4 separate regions of the Sus scrofa genome follow, and all the other regions are linked to region 1. The links are chromatin contacts, called in public HiChIP or PLAC-seq and promoter capture Hi-C maps. All regions are on one chromosome and are shown on one strand. The core of a region is the stretch at or near the end of the contact, and the rest is flanking DNA. Distances in the headings are between cores, read along the strand shown.

The links. Promoter capture Hi-C pulls out the DNA fragments that hold promoters and counts their contacts. HiChIP or PLAC-seq counts read pairs in DNA pulled down with a chosen protein or histone mark.
Region 2: a promoter capture Hi-C map of liver shows a contact between it and region 1, with 2.6 times the contacts expected there. The contact joins the promoter of AHCYL2 here to the promoter of ATP6V1F in region 1. A contact is called at or near these places in 1 of 5 promoter capture datasets (liver) and 1 of 2 datasets of contacts at active chromatin or transcription factors (alveolar macrophages).
Region 3: an H3K27ac HiChIP or PLAC-seq map of alveolar macrophages shows a contact between it and region 1. The contact joins the promoter of SMO here to the promoter of ATP6V1F in region 1. A contact is called at or near these places in 1 of 5 promoter capture datasets (liver) and 1 of 2 datasets of contacts at active chromatin or transcription factors (alveolar macrophages).
Region 4: a contact with region 1 is called in an H3K27ac HiChIP or PLAC-seq map of alveolar macrophages. The contact joins the promoter of RBM28 here to the promoter of ATP6V1F in region 1. A contact is called at or near these places in 4 of 47 Hi-C or Micro-C datasets (embryonic fibroblasts, fetal skeletal muscle, omental adipose tissue and 1 more) and 1 of 2 datasets of contacts at active chromatin or transcription factors (alveolar macrophages).

Annotation. Positions count from the first base shown.
Region 1 is chr18:19,755,312-19,758,291 of Sscrofa11.1, reverse strand. ATP6V1F (V-type proton ATPase subunit F) reads left to right here and starts at 1,586. Exons shown (of 2, transcript XM_003134698.3): 1 at 1,586-1,878. The coding sequence starts at 1,721.
Region 2 is chr18:19,440,386-19,443,365 of Sscrofa11.1, reverse strand. AHCYL2 (adenosylhomocysteinase 3) reads left to right here and starts at 1,527. Exons shown (of 17, transcript XM_005657758.2): 1 at 1,527-1,950. The coding sequence starts at 1,588.
Region 3 is chr18:19,477,414-19,480,393 of Sscrofa11.1, reverse strand. It overlaps SMO (smoothened homolog), which reads left to right and starts at 1,598. Exons shown (of 12, transcript XM_003134680.5): 1 at 1,598-2,028. The coding sequence starts at 1,695.
Region 4 is chr18:20,032,735-20,035,714 of Sscrofa11.1, reverse strand. RBM28 (RNA-binding protein 28) reads right to left here and starts at 1,410. Exons shown (of 19, transcript XM_021078708.1): 1 at 1,157-1,410. The coding sequence starts at 1,274.

The sequences.
Region 1 (2,980 bases), core at 337-2,836:
ATGGTCATTAAGGGCCGGCTCTGTCCAGGCTTCTACACCCACCCTCCCTCCCTGCCTTCCCGCCCACTTCTCCCCCAGATGTGAGCGTTTTCCTGCAAGGTTAGCTGGCTCCTGCCTCAGCTTCAGCTGCCCTCCCCGGACTGCAGGATGGCCTCAGGTGCCGAGCATTTAGGGACTTCATCTCACTTAATTCTAACCGCCCTATGAGGCAGTTATCAGTTAACCGCCCTATGAGGCGGTTATCTGAAAAGACCAAGGTCCCGAACATTTCAGGGATGAGTCCCAAATCACAGCTCTGAGCAGCAGGGCTGAGATTCAAACCAGGTGTGCCCAAATCCCCAGCCTACCACACAGTGAACCCCTATCTGCATGTCTCAAGTGCTCTAAACTTGCAAATCACATGCCAGACGCCAGGATGCCTGCTCTTTAAAAGGGCGGGGGAGCAAGCGGACCTTTCTTCAACATGTTCACCGCATAGCGTTCAGGAATGTTACTCCTGACCACCCCAGCCGCATAGGCCAGAAACCTGGAAGCACCCTATCACTCCCCAAACTAGTTCCGTCCATGCTGTCTCTAAACCCCTCTTGACTCCACCTGCTTCTCCACATTCGCCATCACCACCACTACATGGGTTCTGGCCACCACTCTCTCTCCACAATGGTTTCTCCTCTTTTAGTCTGGCCTCGGCACACGGCATGGTCTCCATGCTATCTCTAAAACTTGAACCTGGCCGTTTCATTCTCTTCAACTAAATCCTTCAGGGGTTTCAGCGTAACTTCAGTCGTCCTCAGGGTAACTTCCAGATTCTTTAGCTTTTCTTGAAGGCACTGATGCTCTCTAGCCCTAAGTCTTTGCACGTGCTGTTCCTCTTCCCCAGAACACCCTCTTGCCCTCATTTTTTTTTTCTTTCCTTACAGCTGCACCTGTGGCTTATGGAAGTTCCCAAGCTAGGGGTCAAATCAGAGCCGCAGCTGCCAGCCTACATCACAGCTACACCGGATCCGACCTGCACCTGCGACCTACGCCGCAGTTTGCGGCAACGCCTGATCCTTAACCCTGAGTGAGGTCAGGGATGGAACCCCTATCCTCCCAGAGATTAGTCAGGTTCTTACCCGCTAAGCCACGATGGGTACTCCTTCGTCCTCATTTCTATCCCCTTCATCCTGCTAGCGACCTTCTCTGTGCGCTCCCTCTCCCACAGATTAGTTACACCTGATGTGGGCTTCCACATACTTCTCACGTTTCAGCAAATAACACACTGCTTTGTGAATCCTCTATCGCACTAGAGAGTATCATCAACTTATCCATCCTCTTATTAACTGAATATGTACTAGTTGTTAACCGTCTGCCATAGTTACATAAACAGTCGGTACAAGACTCGGACCTTACCCTCGAGAACGGGAACTGTCTTGTCGGCGTCTCGGCATCTTAACACAGCAAAAGGCTCGACACGTTTGTAGAAGAAGGATCGAACTTGCCTGCGAAACCCGGGGAGGCCGCTCGGACTTCTGGGAACCGTAGGCCTGGGGAACGGCCCTCCCTTTATAGCGCAGGCGTATGCAGATTCGGGCGCCTTTGCTGTTGTTGCGCATGTCCCAGGAGGCGGAGTGGTGGAACTGCGCATGTCTAAAGAGCCGGGGGTGGGGCCGAAGAGGCGGGGCACTGCGAACCCGGAGCTCGGTGACACCCGGCGGTCGCGGCTGGCTGTCTGACTCTGAGGATGGCGGGGAGGGGGAAGCTAATTGCGGTGATCGGAGACGAAGACACGGTGACTGGCTTCCTGCTGGGCGGCATAGGGGAGCTTAACAAAAACCGCCACCCTAATTTCCTGGTGGTGGAGAAGGATACAACCATCAATGAGATCGAAGACACTTTCCGGTACGGTTGCCCGCAAGGCCTGAACGCGACCTTCTGGGGTCTGGTGGGAGTGCGGGGAGAAGGCGGGGGTGTCGCTGGGCGTCCAGACGTTGGCCGAAGTGTCAGATCCCGTCCTCGACGGTCTGGAAAGTCGGTCCACCCACCTATCCGGAGCGAAGGCCTACGCGCCCCAAGTTCCCTTTAGGGGCTTGGTGGGGCCGAGGCTATGTCGGGTCCACAAACTCCCTTCTCACATGACCGTGTGTCAGGAAAGAAGGGGAACAGAGCTCGTGACGGGCGGGCACCACCCTTTGGCCCAACCTGGCCCGCGAGAGCTGGGCGTCCAGTGCACCCAAGCCCCACAAAGGGTCAGTCTCAGATCCTCTGCAGGGGTTCCCCCAGTTCACCCGTAGAGCAGGCTCCGGTCACTGCAAGCAGTCGACTCTTTTGCGAGTTGGCTTCTAAAGGAACCACACATTCAGTGAGTGGACTCGAGCTTTTCTTTGTGTTTTCATCTCCCTTAGAGGCTCTCACAATCGTGATGTAAGGCCATGGTTATTCCCACGTATAAGCGAGAAGACTGAAGCTCAGAGAGGTCAAGGCACATTCTAAAGTCATACGATTCACAAGAGACCTAGTGGGGATTTGAACCCTGTCCCTCCCTTTCTGCCTTTCTTAAGCCAGGTCTACTCTCTGCTTGTGCAGCTCTCCTTGGTCTGCTTTGGAATTTCCCATTGTCCTGAGCCCAGCGGACAGAATATCAGGACTTCTGCTAAGACCTTACACTTCAAATCTTCGTTTCCTGGCCTGGCTTAAGAGCAGTAGCTTTAAAATGTGGGTGCAGGCATGTCCCTTAATCCAGGAGGCATCCTGGTGACTAGAGTGGAGGATGCTTGCCCCCTGTTCTTTCCCACACCCTTTCTTCTAGGGCCCCGGTGCCAAGTCTCTCAGGAACAAACCACTCTTGCCTGTTTCCCCCTAAACAGCCCAGCCCTGAGCCGCTGGCTGAGACTGGTTCCTGTTGCCTGGGGTATGTTAGGCCCTGCGCAGAGAAGCTCATCTCTGCTGATCAGTCCAGTAAAGTGATCCAAGTTGTCATGAGAGAAGGGCAAATTTTACTTCA
Region 2 (2,980 bases), core at 278-2,777, 310 kb after region 1:
ATATAAAAAAAAAAAAAAAAGGCTTTAGGAGTTCCCTTGTGGCACAATGTTAAGTACCTGATGGTGTCACTGCAGTGGCCAGGGTCACTGCTCTGGCCCACTTTGAACTCTGGCCCAGGAACTAACCACCACATGCCTCAGGCATGGCAAAAAAAAAAAAAAAACCAAAACAAACTAACAAAAAACCCAAAGGGCTTTAGTTTCCCAGGCCTTCCCCAAGTTCCAAAGAGCAAGCTGAAGATGTCAGCAGGACAATAGCATCACAGGACTCCTTGTTCCTCCTGAAGGGATATAGATAACAATCTGATGTGTGTCTGAGTTCTACTAAAACTAAGACCCCTACCCAGGAGGAAAATGGTGACCACATGTTGACCACAAGCAATAGGCCGGTTGGAACCAGAAGGCTGAGATCCCAGAGATATATCACCTGGTTATGGCACCACCAACCCATTAGAATAAGATCACACACCCTGGAGCCCTCAACCCCAATTCTGCCTTAAAAACTTTTCCCTGAAAACTATGGGGGAGTTAGGGTTTTTTGAACTCCAGCTGCTGTTCTTCCTGGCACGCTGCAATAAACTTTCCTCTGCTCCAAACTCTGATGTTTCGATTTGTTTGGCCTCACCGTGCCACAGGCATACAAACTTGGGTTCTACAATATCCCTAGTAGAATTAATAGGGCAAAAGAATTGGCTTTGTTTAAGGCAATGGTTTTCATTCCTTAGTCTTGAAATTTTGACCTAGTGATACCTAACTTCTTTTTTAGACTGATACTAAACTCCAAGCCCAGAATGTGCCAGAAATTGCCACAACAGGCAATTAAAAACAGGACCATGTTATTCCTTCTAAAAACAAAGCCAGTAAAGGTGTGAGGTCCTAATTTCACGGACGCAGAAAAATTAAGTCACTTGATTAAGCCTGAGGCCAGCTCTCTCCCCACCGCTTTTCCTTTAAATGCCTGCTCACGTGATAGCAGAGGTGCACCCTAGGAAGAAATTTACACTGTCGGGGTAGAGTCAATCTTCCTCCACCTTCCCAAACTTAGGGTTTCTAGAGCTAGCTCCTCGGAAGCCGCAACTCCTCTGGAGACCTTCTCTTCCTCATGTTCTTCTTCATGTCACCTATCCTCACTTCTTTCTTTTAGTCGCCGGCGCTAAAGCTCCATCTCTGCTACAGAATCCCGCTTGCCGGAGGAAGGGCGACCGGGACTACAACCCCCAGGGGGCTTCGCGGGCCCCGCCCCCGGCGGCGCGCAGGGGTGGTCGGGGGCTGAGGTCCCACCGTCTCTTCGCCGCCTTCGGCCCAGAGCAAGCGCACTACAGGTTCCGTGGCACCACACGCGCGGGCAAGCCGGACGGAGCGGTCTGGGGCGGGGCGGGGCGGGGCGGGGCGAGGCGGGGCGGGGCGGGGCAGAGAGGGGAGGGAGAGGCCGGGGCCGGCGGGCGGGTGGGCAGGCGGAGGAAGTGGGTGGGAGCGGAGGCGATGGAGGGGAGGAGTGGGGGAATGGGGGAGGGAAGGGGAAGGGAGGCGGGAGGCGGGGCCGAGCTGGAGCTGGAGTCTGAGCCGGCGGTTGCAGTGGAGGCGGTGATGTCGGTGCAGGTCGTGTCGGCAGCGGCTGCCTCGAAGGTGCCTGAGGTGGAGCTGAAGGACCTGAGCCCTTCCGAGGCGGAGGCGCAGCTGGGACTGAGCACGGCGGCTGTGAGCGCCATGGCCCCTCCAGCAGGCGGTGGGGACCCTGAGGCTCCAGCTCCCGCGGCGGAGCGGCCCCCGGCCCCTGGCCCGGGATCGGGGCCCGCCGCGGCTCTCAGCCCCGCCGCTGGGAAAGTGCCTCAGGCGTCGGCCATGAAGCGGAGCGACCCTCATCACCAGCATCAGAGACACCGCGACGGCGGCGAGGCCCTGGTCAGCCCCGACGGCACCGTCACCGAGGCGCCGCGTACAGTCAAGAAGGTATTGGGGCCGGGCTGCCTCTGTCGGAGAGGGAGGGTAGGAGGGGGAACCGCAGATCCTCGCGGCGCGGCGCCACCCTCCACGCCCTCTCTTGTCATCGTAGAAGCCGAGAGATCCCTTTCGCCCTTAAATCCGCTCTCTCGGAGATGCCCCCTTCCTGGCCCCATGCTGAGGAGTGAAGACTCCAGGGGGTACGGCCGTACTTCGCTGGGAATAACATGGAGGTAGCGCTCTCGCCTACTACTTGGAATAGTAGGCTGGGAGAGGAGAGCCACCTAATCTTAGCCCTCGCTGAACTCCCCGACATGCTCCGTGTGTATGTTCCAGACTGTCGGGGAGAAGACCCCGATGGTGTAGAAAAACCTCACTGCTTATGAGAGTTCACTCAGCAGTAAGGGTTCTCTCTTGGAAGAACGAGTAAGGAGTAGTTACCTCGCTCTGAGATCCTCAGTTGTGTGGTTTCTGTGCAGATGATGACTTTCTGCCGTTCTTGTCCAACCACTTCCATCGAGCAGTACTGATGCTGTGCCCTTCATTCCAGATTCTGCGATCTCCTTACATCCTCTCTGAATGTAGAAGGGTAATGGACTCTCTTCACTCTTTTCTCTTCAGAGGTTTGTTCTCTCTGCCCAGTAGTTGGTCGCCACCAAGATTATTGTACTGTGTATGAAGAGGTGATTGTTTTATTAGGTCTTTCATTATGATCTGAAAGTGTTAGGAAGTGTTAGGAATGCTTCTCTTTTTGGGAAAAGCGATCACAGTGGGGTTTTCTGTCTCAGCTGTCAGTTTCTTCCAGACAGAGTTTTGAAGAAGAGCACCAAGGAGTAGGTGTGCCTAGATGTGTGATTTTAATACCCATCCCAGTATTATTTTTAGGATGGCTCTATCTATGGTGTGTTTCTCCTCTCATAAAGCTAAGTCAGTACAGGAAAAAAAAAGGGGGAAATATTGCAAAAACAGCAATGTGGATCACATCAAAAGGGATGATTGCTCTAATTTCTGAGGCATGATGTGAACATGGTGATTTATG
Region 3 (2,980 bases), core at 349-2,848, 280 kb after region 1:
GGTAGCTGAAGGGCAACAGCTCATTTGCTCTAAAATGGCCAAGGAGTTCCTGCTGTGGCACAGTGGGATAAGAATCTGGCTGCAAGAGCTTGGGTAGCTGGGGAGGCCTGGGTTCCATCCAGCAGTGAATTAAAGGATCCAGAGTCGCCACAGCTGCAGGGCGGGCAGCTTGGATCAGTCCCTGGCCCAGGAACTTCCATAGGCTGCAGGTGCAGCCATAAAATTAAAATATTAATAAAATAAAATGGCCAAACCGAACAGAACTAGTCACTTGGGCTAGGCTGAAGGGATAGAGGAAAACCACCCTTGTGTGCTGCCCCATCAGCAACATGGAAAATTTGCTCAATGCAAGCTCACTCTCCTGGCTGGACCCCTGCTAATTAAAAGGTGTAAACTCCTACAAAGTGAAATCAGACTCGGTGACTGAAAGCAAAGGAGTGAGAAAAAGTAAAATAAGCAGGGTAGGGAAGGAAAGCAGCATAAATTTCCTCCGCCAGGCCAGCATATGAGCGTCATCAGAGAGGGACTGCCTTCTTTTGGACATAACCAAAGACACTCCAGGGCCAGCTGTGGGCAACCACAGTTCAGAGCATCACACACTTGTAGCAATAAAGACTTGATGCCCCACTTTTGGTTTCCTGACACCTGCTCTCACAGCAGCAGGGGCAGCTGTCCTGAGGGAATCTGAGGTCATCTCTCACACAGGTCCCGAGCTGGAAGGACTTGGACAAGCGGGAACCGCAAACCCTTGGTCTTCTCCATGGGGCCCAGGACAAGTTGAAAGGTCTAACCAAAAGCAGAAAAGATTGGCGGATTGGGGAGCAGGGCGGGACGTAGTAGAGGCTTCAGCTGACTTCAGACACCCCTCTGTCTCCACCACCGTAAACCAGAAGAGTCCACTCCCTGCAGACGACCAAGCTGAACCATCCTCAGGCCAGTCAAGGGGGCTGCTGAGCCTTTGACAGCTACTGGCCGTGATTTCCACCCATCTCTTGCCCCGGGGCGGCGGCGGGGTCACCAGAGCCCCCTGGCCCGGGCCTCTCGGGGCGCCCGGGACGCTGAAGCTCGAGCTCCTCCTCTCTCGCATCCCTCCCCTCCTCTTCCCTCCCTCGGCCAGTCCCTCCCCCAGCCGTGGCGGAGGGGGGGCCGGGCTTGGCTCGGCGAGGGCCGTGCATTCCAGAGAGCCGAGCGAGCTAGAGCAACAAAGGAGCCGGGTAGTTGGCGGGGAGAAGTCGGGGGGCTGCGGCGCGCTCTGGTGAAGGGGGCAGCTGGGCCGCGGGCTGGCGCGGGGGCGCAGCCGAGGACCGAGTCCCGCCTCTCCGGCCCGCGCCTGGCCTCCTTCGCGACGCCAGGAGGTGATTTTAACGGTGGGAGAAGGAATGGGGCTGGAGATTGGGGGCCCGGGGGGCTCCCGGGGCTGAAGATAACTGGGATTACCAGAGGAAGGGGTAGGAAGTTGCGCATCCCGGGCCGGGCCTCCGCCGCCCAACATGGGCCCCGGGTTCCAAAGTTTGCGAAGTTGGGCGCCGAGGGCCCGCAGCGCGCGGCGCGTCGAGGGGGGCCCGGCACCAGACTCGCGGGGCGCCCGGGTCGCCTGAGCTGGCCCCGCGGTCCCACGGGTTGCGCGTGTGGCCGGGGGGCTGCGGGGAGCGGGCGGGGGCGCCGGGGCTTCTGCTGAGTTGGCGGGTTTGGCCATGGCCGCTGCCCGCCTCGCACGGGGGCCGGAGCTCCTGCTCCTGGGGCTGCTGCTGCTGCTGGTGCTGCTGGGGGACCCGGGCTGGGGGGCGGCCTTGAGCGGGAACGCGACCTGGCCTGGGCCGCGGAGCGCGGGCGGGAGCGCGAGACGGAGCGCGGCGGTGACCGGCCCTCCGCCGCCGCTGAGCCACTGCGGCCGGGCCGCCCCCTGCGAGCCGCTGCGCTACAACGTGTGCCTGGGCTCGGCGCTGCCCTACGGGGCCACCTCCACGCTGCTGGCCGGGGACTCGGACTCCCAGGAGGAAGCGCACGGCAAGCTGGTGCTCTGGTCGGGTAAGTGCGCGGGAGCCGGAGCCCGAGGCTGAGGTGGTGGGATGCGGGGGTTCTTGGAAAGAATAGGCTCAGGCCTGAACTTTTGAGAGGGCGGGAGCCGCTCCCTGGAGAGGTGGAGGAACAGAGTCTGAAACTCTGGGAAGAGGCTGTGTACAGACTGGGACCCTCGGTGACGAGGAGGGAGGGCGAGGAAGTTGAGGAAGCGGGTCACAAAGGGCCTGGGCAGGGCGGGTTAGCAAAGGATGCGGGGGAATGAGGGGCCCGCGAGCGGGGAGCTCTGAGACACAGGAAAGGACGTTTTTTAAAAGAGCAGATGCTCCACCTAAGAGCCACTTGGGAAGCAGGGCCCTTGGGATTTCAAGGAGGTGTTTAGCCGTTGAAGAGACCGCTGGGAAATCGAAGTGGAGAGGGAAGAGCGAAAGATGGGGGTAGAAGATTTAGGCTTTGAGGGAGAGGGTGGGGAGAAGAATTGAGTGAAATTTGCGAAGGAGAAGAAACCTCTGGTGATGAGTAATTAAAAGATAACTGGAAAGTGTCAGAAATTTTATTTTGGGAGACAGGAAGTCCAGAGAACTGTCACCTTAACCTTGCTGTCACCAGAGAGTTCACAGTTTCCCCATCTGGAAAATGGGATCTTGGTTCCTTGTCTGAGTTGTGAGGGAATGAGACTCTCCGAACGATTATTCGTGGATTTTTTTGAAATTTGGATCTTCAGACTGGTCAGGGCTGCGGAAGGATACTTAGCTCTGGGATGTGGGAAGCGTGTGGATACTTCCATGGTGATCTGAAGTCCCAGAACCCTCACCTGGCCGGGCCTGAAAAACCAGACTGAACCCAAGCAGATCCTTCCTAGCAGTGTGGAGTGGGTTAGCCCCCCACCTGTCACTCTTCTGGGCTGGGGACCTGAGTAAGGCTTGGGAAGGGAACTGGCCTTGCCATCTCTTGCTCGTAG
Region 4 (2,980 bases), core at 161-2,660, 280 kb before region 1:
CTAATCACTTTTTTACCACCTTCAATGCTACAACATCTGGTCCAACACCATGATCACCACATGAGCCTAACTGGTCTCCCTGCTTCTGTCCAAGTCTCAACACAGCAGCCTGAGAGAATCTTCCAAAATGGGAAGTCAGATGATGTTTACTGCTCCATGCTCAAAACCAGTAGTTTCCTATCTCAGAGCCAAAGCCAAAGTCCAAGATCTCATCTGGTAATTCTCTTCTTTCACTCACTGTACTCCAGTCACCCAGGTCTCCTCGCTGTGCCTCCAATATACTATTCACACTCCTCTTCAGTATCCTTGCGCTAGGCTGCTCCTCTGGCTGAGAAATAAGTGTTCACCCTCTCAAATCCCTAAGGCCTTCCCTGGGGACTCCCCGACCCCTCTCTCTACAGTTTCCCCACCAACACCACACATACATTCAGACACTCACTCCCTAATTTTCTTATTTTAAAATTATTTTTATTTTTCATTATTTTTCTCCTCAACGTTTATCACCATTATCACTATATGTTTTGCTTATTTATTGGCTGTCTTCCCCATCTTGAAGACAAGAGCCAGATTTCTGGATTGGGTCTGTGCACTGCTGTATTCCCAGGCCCTACAATAGTGCCAGTGACAGAGCAAGCATTCAATAAATACTGAGGAAATAAATAGCCGGGTGTATGAATAACATATTGGTTAAGAGCTCTGAGTCTGGTGATCAAATTCTGAATCTGCTACTTGCTAGCTCTACAAACTGAAGCTAACGTTCCTAAATTCTCCGAAGCCCTAGATTCCTCTCCTGTGTAACAGGGTTAAGGTCCCACCCAATTAGATTGATGGAACGCACGGCACCTGGCAATCAATCGATTCTCAATAAGTTTTACTGATGTTTGATTAAAAATTACTTATGTTTACTATGAAACAGAATCTTATATGTGAGCGCACATAATAAAGGAAAGAGGTACACAAACTCAAGGGACTGACTGGAGTTTCAGAAACGGTCTCTATGGATTCATCCAGAGCAGAGTCAGTTTGGAAAAGAAATTTAACCTCCAAGTCCTTTCACTGAGGGGAGAATAAAGTATTATGAAGTTTGGGAGGGTGTTCTCGCCCCCATCCGGCTCCCAGGAACCCCAACCCTGTCCCCGATCGCCCCGCCCCCTACCTTTCTCAGTCACCACGAAGCACTGCTTCACCGGCCCCACCTGACTGAACAGCTCCTCTAGCTGCTCGCTTCGGGCCGAGGGTGGGAGGCGGCCCACAAACAGGGTCAGCCCCGCCATGAGGCAGAGAAACGGAGACGGGCAGGGCCTCAAGCAAACCTAGTTGACGCACGTGAGTCCAGGAACTGACTTTGGTGAGCCGACCACGCCAAGTTGCCGGGAAACCCCGGAAGTGCTCGTCGCTCAAAAGCGTCCGGAGGAAAACAGGGTGGAAGGGGAAAAAAACAGCCCGGAAGGAAAAAAATCGTACCGCCCAGGGGCGGAGCTCCTCGAGTGGGGCTCCACCCCTGGTCCAAGTACCGCCCCCTGTCTCTGTAGGGAAATTTGGCGTCGCTAGTTTCTACCCTGCTTAAAATCTCACCTTCTGGAGATCTATACCAAACTCAGCCAGGCAGGCAAGAGAAGTTATTTTTGCTCTGGGCTTAACCCAGGATATAACATATAATAGATGTTTAATAAATTTTTTTTGAAGTGCCACCACAGACTCCCAGATTACATGCATAAAACACACAATATAAACACAAGTATGTCACATACTTCATTCTGACACTTCTCACGTTCTCAGAGACTATGAGACATCTGTCACACTATAGCAGATAACTCTAACCATGCCTTTAACAAGTCACAGACAAATTATAGTTACTAAAGTATATACAGGCACAGATCATACACGATCATTCTTTCAAAAAAAGTTACTTAGCTCCTACTATATGCCAAGCACTAGGGATAAAACTGGTGAGCTAAAAAAAGACAGGGCTCTTGGTCTTATGGAGAATACAGTGTAGTAGGGGTAGACAGACATTAATCCCCCCCCAAAAAAATTTTACAAATAAATAATAGCCCGAACCATGCAAGGTCACATGAGAATGCACCCAGAACAAACTAGACATCCAGCTTATACACACAGACCTAGAACACAGATCCTCCCAGAGATAGGAAATCTTTCCTCAGGTGAGCTTATCAGACAGGCCCAAGGCTGAGGAATCTCACTGACCAGGAGGTCTGAGTGCTCTGGATCCTGGCACACACAGTGTGTGCCATCCCACTGGTCCAGGCACTGACCTGTGTGTGCGAAACTGCAGCACTCTGCAGAATATTTGCACAGAACAAAAGTACCCAGTGCATTTTTTTAAACAGTATAACCTGAGCACATCCTAGGTAGAAAATTTTGAATGTACAAAAGATACAGTGGAAAGTGTTTCCCTTTCTCCTCAAATCTAATCGCTTTTTTTTTTTTTTTTTTTTTTTTTGCCACAGACACAGCATACAGAGTTCCTGGGCCAGGGATCAAACCCATGCCAGAGCACTGACCCAAGCCACAGCACTGACAATACCAGATCCTTAACCACTAAGCCACCAGGGAACTCCCAAACCCCATCTACTTTCAATATATTTTGGATAGATGGATGACTGGTTAATAGTGACAGGGGGAAGGGAGAATGGTAAACATCAGATATATGAAACCCTAGCTCCAAGTATTACATGCTTAAAACATAATACTTGGAAAGCACAGTTATCTTTAAACACATAACTCAGCAGAGGAAGTATTGAAATACAAAATAGATTTTTAAGGCCATGGGTTAAGAAAATGTGTGTCATTTGAATAAGGTTGATTCGTGCTTCCTCTCCCTTCTTTCTCCTCCTCTCCTGCCCCCTTACCATCTTAAAAATCAAAATCAAAATTCCCTACACAGAGTCTAAATTACAAGCTTCAGGGCCTTTAGCTATGGGGAGGCCTTCCCAGCCCTGGCTGTTGAGTTTGGGGG